Regions from separate parts of the Mus musculus genome. Here region 1 is linked to region 2. The links are chromatin contacts, called in public HiChIP or PLAC-seq maps. All regions are on one chromosome and are shown on one strand. The core of a region is the stretch at or near the end of the contact, and the rest is flanking DNA. Distances in the headings are between cores, read along the strand shown. Region 1 overlaps Ccr6 (chemokine (C-C motif) receptor 6). Region 2 overlaps Gm1604a (predicted gene 1604A).

Evidence for each region. HiChIP or PLAC-seq counts read pairs in DNA pulled down with a chosen protein or histone mark.
Region 1: an H3K27ac HiChIP or PLAC-seq map of regulatory T cells shows a contact between it and region 2, with 4 times the contacts expected there. The contact joins two enhancer-like sites. A contact is called at or near these places in 5 of 484 Hi-C or Micro-C datasets (B cells, the G1E-ER4 cell line, the HL-1 cell line and 2 more) and 1 of 115 datasets of contacts at active chromatin or transcription factors (regulatory T cells).

What each region holds. Positions count from the first base shown.
Region 1 is chr17:8,253,287-8,256,784 of GRCm38.p6, forward strand. Ccr6 (chemokine (C-C motif) receptor 6) reads left to right here. Exons shown (of 3, transcript NM_001190333.1): 2 at 2,466-2,580; 3 at 2,677-3,498. The coding sequence starts at 2,679. Among named protein-coding and RNA genes, the nearest start is that of Gm33799, 17 kb to the right of the region's middle. Within about 2 kb of position 1,830, at least 36 of the 459 cell types and tissues checked have an H3K27ac peak or open chromatin away from gene starts, as enhancers often do. A contact at or near this core is called in regulatory T cells, where this site is marked.
Region 2 is chr17:7,873,706-7,877,085 of GRCm38.p6, forward strand. The region is part of intron 5 of Gm1604a (predicted gene 1604A); the gene reads right to left. Among named protein-coding and RNA genes, the nearest start is that of AU041480, 38 kb to the left of the region's middle. Within about 2 kb of position 1,381, at least 110 of the 459 cell types and tissues checked have an H3K27ac peak or open chromatin away from gene starts, as enhancers often do. A contact at or near this core is called in regulatory T cells, where this site is marked.

The DNA of each region.
Region 1 (3,498 bases), core at 580-3,079, 380 kb after region 2:
GCCTGGGTGAATGCTAGCAGCCAGTTACTGGTTCACACAGCCAGTGCACAGCCAGTGTTACATGAGGCGCACACTCTTTGGTCTACATGCTCGTGTGACCTCCTGTTCCCCCACAGCCAGCCAGTACATCTGCAGCTGTCCCAGGTCTTTGCAGATACCCTGGCCTTCCCTGATCATCTTTGTGTTCATCCATTCACACATATGTCAGGTATGTGGTATGTCAGGGGGGTTGTGACTTAGCCTCCCCAACAATGGACAGTGGTCAACATCTTGTGTGCATATTGACCATCCCATATTTTCTCGAGTGTCTTTCAGGTGTGGACTAGTTGGGATTCTTCGTAAGGTCTGGATGTGACCAGATATTAGCTTGCAAATGTTATTTTCCAATTCAAATATTTTTTTCATTTCTATGTATTTTGCAAACAGCAGATTAAATACAAGTTATCATTATTACTTTACAGTATATGCTCTCCCCACTTTTTAAAATAATTCATATTTTATGTGCATTGATGTTTTGCCTGCATGTATGTCTGAGTGAGGGTGTCAGATCCCCTGGAACTGGGGTTACAGACAGTTGTGTGCTGTGGTGTGGATTCTGGGAATTGAACTGGGGTCCTCTGGAAGAGTAACCAGTGCTCTTAACCACTGAGCCATCTCTCCAGACCCTGTTTTTCACAATTTATGTAGGAAAATTCTTCTGTTCCTTGGGTTACCAAGGTTGTCTTATGTTTTCCTTTAAATGTTGTCTGTCTCTGATCTTGCATTTAGAGCTACAACCAGTTTGAGTTCATTTTTCTTGTGGTGGTGGGGGGGGGGTAAGGCACAGCTTTTTCACATAAAATCCAGCTGTATCAGTACCATTATTTCAAGACAGTTTTTCCACCATGGACTTTCCTTGGCACTTTGTTCAAAACTCAGCTATTTATATATGGCTCATTTCTGGGCTTTGTGTTGGTCCCATGGATGCTGGCTCTTGCCTTCTCCTTCATCAGCATCCCCTGACCTGACACTGAGGCATCCTGATTTTCACAAGGAGGCTGTGTGAATCCTCCAACTCTGTTTCCTCTCTTGAATTCATTGTAGAATGAGAATCAGTTAGCCAGCTGCTCTATGTAAAAACCCCCAGGGCTTTGACTTAGTTTGTGGTATGCTTACATAAACATTTGTGAAGAAATGTGTCTGTCCAATGCTAGACATCTCTCTCCTGAATACCTTCTCTCAGCTATTAAGATTTTTCAGCATATAAATCTTATTTACAAATGTGTTATGGTTCTTTTTAATCTCTCCCTCCACCCCTCCCCCTCTCTCCCTGTTCTCCCTCCCTCTCTCTACTGCCCTCCCTCCCCCTCTTTCCTCCTCTTGCCCTTTTCTTCTAGCCTCCCTCCCTTCTGCCCTCCTTCCCTCCCTTCCTCCCTCTCTCTTCTTCTTCCTCCTGTTTTCTCTCCCTTGCTCCCTTCTGCCTTCCTTCTTTCCACCCCCTGTTCTCCCTACCTCCTGCCCACCTCCTCTCCCTCCCTCCCTTCCTTCCTCCCTCCCTCCCTCTCTCCCTCCTCTCTTCCTTTCTTCCTTCTCTCCTTCCCTCTCTCCCTCCTTCTCTTTCTCTCTCTCCCTCCCTCCCTCCCTCCCTCCTGCTGTCTTCTTTCCTTCAGGATCTTAATTTATCTTTTGCTATTTATTTTGATTTTTCAAGACAGCCTCACTATATATCCCAACTGGTTTTGAACTCACTATCCTCCTGCCTCAGTCTCCTGAGTGCTAAGGTTACATGCATGCCTCACCACACTTTGCTTCTAGCTTTCAGTTTCTATATTGTCTTGCTAGGGCAGAATCATTATGGCTTCATGCTCGAGGCCTGTGTCTCTTCAGGATGTTCATCCTAGTAAGCTTATACCACACGCATGCAGATGCCTTCAGAGGCCAGAATAGGGCATTGCATCCCCTGGAACTGGAGTTATCACTATGAGTCCCCTGACATGGTACTGTGTGGTTTCTGGGAATCAAACCCAGGTCCTCCAGAAGAGCAGCGGGTTTTCTTAACCTCTGAGCCATCTCTCCAGTCTTTGAATCATGGGCTTTAATCCACATCTAGATAGCTAGCGCAGATAGATTTTTGTTCTGTGAGATTTTCTCATATACAATTAACTGGAATTTTGGGTGAAGACCTATGCAGATCATTTTTTTTCTTGATATGACTTTTCTTAGGCCAAAGATTACAAACTGGCAATTAACTGTCAATGCTAACCAGTTCATTTACGTGTTCCTTATGGCCATTTCCGAGTCACCGAAGCCAGACTGTCACTGAGAAAGAGCCCCCAGTGTTTGCTCTCAGGCTCAGAAGTGACCAGGAAAGCCCGTGACGTGGGTATTTTCACATTGAGCGCCATGCATTGCAGTGTGTTCTGATGGGGTAGAATGTTCCAGAACACAGCATGACTGGGGCACACTTTGCCTTTTCTTTCCCCCAGCTTCACCTCTGCTCTCCCGACATCTGCACTAGTGAGAGTGTGGTTGAACTGCCCACTTCCCTTTCTACACCAGATCTGGCTCTCCCATCCACATAGAGAACCACGCCTGCCTGGGGTGAGAATCTACTTTATCTTGGCAGGGACTCTGGCATGGCTAGGTGTGGTTGCTTGAAATCACACTGTCACGATTTCTATTTTCATTATCATTCAGGAATGAATTCCACAGAGTCCTACTTTGGAACGGATGATTATGACAACACAGAGTATTATTCTATTCCTCCAGACCATGGGCCATGCTCCCTAGAAGAGGTCAGAAACTTCACCAAGGTATTTGTGCCAATTGCCTACTCCTTAATATGTGTCTTTGGCCTCCTGGGCAACATTATGGTGGTGATGACCTTTGCCTTCTACAAGAAAGCCAGATCCATGACTGACGTCTACCTGTTGAACATGGCCATCACAGACATACTCTTTGTCCTCACCCTACCGTTCTGGGCAGTTACTCATGCCACCAACACTTGGGTTTTCAGCGATGCACTGTGTAAACTGATGAAAGGCACATATGCGGTCAACTTTAACTGTGGGATGCTGCTCCTGGCCTGTATCAGCATGGACCGGTACATTGCCATCGTCCAGGCAACCAAATCTTTCCGGGTACGCTCCAGAACACTGACGCACAGTAAGGTCATCTGTGTGGCAGTGTGGTTCATCTCCATCATCATCTCAAGCCCTACATTTATCTTCAACAAGAAATACGAGCTGCAGGATCGTGATGTCTGTGAGCCACGGTACAGGTCTGTCTCAGAGCCCATCACGTGGAAGCTGCTGGGTATGGGACTGGAGCTGTTCTTTGGGTTCTTCACCCCTTTGCTGTTTATGGTGTTCTGCTATCTGTTCATTATCAAGACCTTGGTGCAGGCCCAGAACTCCAAGAGGCACAGAGCAATCCGAGTCGTGATCGCTGTGGTTCTCGTGTTCCTGGCTTGTCAGATCCCTCACAACATGGTCCTCCTCGTGACTGCGGTCAACACGG
Region 2 (3,380 bases), core at 131-2,630:
GAGAGGATTGGCGGTGGGAATGAATGAGGCCGCTTGCATGTGTGACAGAGAAGACAGACATGCAGGCCGGTGATAGGTTTGCAAGCAGTCCGGAGAATGGATGTGGGACACATGGAGAAAGAAAATTCCCCAATAGACGACAAACTCTGGTACCACAGCGTCGTTCCACGTGACAGCTGTGGGGTCAGCAGGCTGCTTGATTTCCCTTAGTTCCTTCTGCCATACGCGGGCCTGAATCTGGGAGAGCGTTTTGAGAACTGGAAGAGAACAAGAGGGAAGAGCACACGCCAGGCAGCCTAACAGGGAAGGTAGCCTCTGACGGTGGTGCAAAGTTGGCCTTAGGTTTGAAAACGAACCAGGCTTGGTTGCTGGTGCCTATCACCCCAGCTACAAGAGAGGCCGACGCCAGAGGATCAAAAGCTCATGGCCTGACCAGGCTGTAGAGTGAGTTCAAGGCCAGCCTGGGCGACTTAAGGGAATCTTGTCTCAAAGTAAAAACTAACACAGAGGACTGGGGTATAGCTCAGTGATAGAGCTCTGACCTAGCACGTGTGAAGTTTCAAAACATAAGCATGTGTGTGTACACACACACCACTTGGAAATGGATAGTAAGAAAGAGCCAGGAGAGTTCAGACACTCTGGACATAGTTCATGTAAGAGGAAGCTTGTACACACATGCACATGCGCGCGCGCACACACACACACACACACAGAGAGAGAGAGAGAGAGAGAGAGAGAGAGAGATATGCATACAGCAGTAGGAGCTGTGGAGAACGGAGGGTGCATGGTTTCCACTGAGGGTCTCCATATGCAGGGACCCCCAAGCCCTGCAGAAGACTAGACACACATCTGTGGTCTCCAGCCCTAGGCCCCAAGAACAGGTCTCCACTGCGGCTTTAGACGTCTGAAGCCAGTTTAACTGTGCTTCTCTCTGTTTGCGAAGGCACTCGGGACTTGGCATACTGAATCGCCACATCTTCCTTTATGCCAGACCCCCACAGTGGGATGAGGGGAGTCCCGGTGGCTTAGGCCCTACCTGGGCTCTCTGCTCCCCTGCACCCCTTCCACGGGCGCCTCTGACACTCTGCCTTTCCCTCTCCAGTGCTTTCTCAAAGCTCCCACAGACCAGGTCTGGCCACACACCGAACCACTTTCCGTAGCTTGAAAGAATGAGATAGCCCCCAGCCTGCCCCACTGTGGAAACGTGTCACTGGTAGAAAGACCACGGGCAGAGCAGTTTCCACACAGCTGCTATTGGCTACGTCACACATTTCCGACTTCAATGACTTTTAAAATTTCCCTGTCAGCCAGGGCACTGGCAGCCTTTGTTGTGAAACGCGGTTAACACGAGGCGCTAAGTTTGGGGTTTTCTTTATTCTTTTGGTGACACCACTCACTTCAGGTCTCTGTGTGTGTCAGAAAAGTAAATCCCCTGTGAGTGTACGGCTCAGCTGAGATCTCAGAGGAATGAAGAGAAAGGGGTAGGGGATGGTTGGGGGGGGGGGGCAAGGAAAATAGAAGAGAGAGGCTGGAAGAAGGCAGGCTAGCACCCTCCCCGCTGTCCACCTGGCAGAGCAAAGCGCTCACGGGAGGAAGCCTTTTCCTGGGCGTGGTTTGCTACGTATACATGTTCTCGAGTCAGACGAATATGAATCTGACAAGTGTTCTGTCCTTCACCCTCAGTATGGTTGATAACCTCCAACTGCAAACATTCATCCATTTTGCCAGTAGCAGCAGCAGCCCTCATATCAGCTGGATGTTTTCGTGGTCTTTATAATCACAGGAGGCTGGGACGGGCTGGATTGGAGCTTGTACCACCACCACCACTGTCCGGGACGAGGTATTTTAGGTGACACCGTTAGCACAGGAGGGAAGATTTGGCTTACTAGCTCTGTATAAGCAATTGGCAAGAGCACTGGGCTCAAATTCCTATGTGTGCTTTTGGACACGGGGAGACTTCTAGCAATTTCCACTGCCCCCTCAGGCATCAACCAATCATTTGTAGGTTGGCAATGTTGCTTAGGCGACGTGGCAGACTCCGAGGGGAGTAGGGAAAAGACTAAGTATTCCTCTCTAGTGGGGACTTATTTATACCTCAGATACAAGAAAACAACTGGTCACTTCCCCCGGGAGAAGATTCCTGAATACAGAACAGATTGAGTCCAAACTCAGCCACTAAAGGCAAACAAACTCCTATACGAATGGGCCATAGGCACCTTTCCTCTGTCTTCAACTAAAACTTTACGATGTAAGCTGAGCAGGCCAGGAAGCATTCCTGACCATCAGTTTAATTTCTTAAATGTGCTCCGTGACCTCAGATTAAGCACGCCCCAAAATGTGCTCACTGCCTACTTAAACCACGACCTTGAACTGGGCATGCGCAAGAATGTGCTCCTTAACTGAGCAGGCCCAGGAACAGACCAACCCCTACAGGAATACGGAAAGGCTCCCAGAATAAAAGTCCCTGATTTACCCCCCCCCGGGGGGGCGTGGCTTTGGGAGTAGCTGCCCTGCTCTTGCCTGTTGAGTGAAATACCCGCCCCCCCCCCACCCCCAGGCTTACTTATTTGGACTTTACACCCACCAAGACACAAACCCATTGTCTCCGGCTACATCTGTCCCATTCTCTCCCCAGGGGCTCAGTAACCTTTAGCAAGCACTGAAACCCCCAGTCGCAGCCCGCCCAGGCTTTCCTCTGGGCTGTGTCATTTATCTACAGAGCTAGGCACTGAGGCAGTGGGAGGTGTCTAGTGGGTGGAAAGGCCAGAGAACAAAGTTACAGAGGTGAGTGGTACGCTGTCACTGGTGGTCAAACGCAAAAACTCACAATAGAAGGGATTCTTAGTGTTTGCCTTTTAAATAATAGGAAATGGTAATTTGACTAAAAAACATTTTTTTCTATGTAAAAGATTTGCCTGAGTTTTGACATCTTTAAGATGGAAGAGATTCTGAAAAAACAAGACAATGGGTAACTGTCTCCGCTTCCCCTCCTTACAAACACACACACACACACACACACATACACACGCACGCACGCACGCACGCACGCATGCATACACACGTGGACATGAACTCACACACACATGCCCATGTGCACGCATAAATTGCATAGAGGCGTGTGCTCAAAGCATACATGCTCACAGTCACACTGTCTGCTGACGTGCCGATATCTACCAGATACGAGTAAAAAAAAAAAACTGATTGAAGCTGGTTTGAGGACAGCAGAAGCTGTGAAATCCTGGTCCACGAGGACCATTACTGGAGGCAGGTCATGAATTATGGCCACCTTGCAGATAACATCAGCTCTGGGCTATGGCTGAAGAAGCCGTAGATGAAAACCACGGAGGGCCATTTGCTCAGACTTCACAACAGGCTAAGGC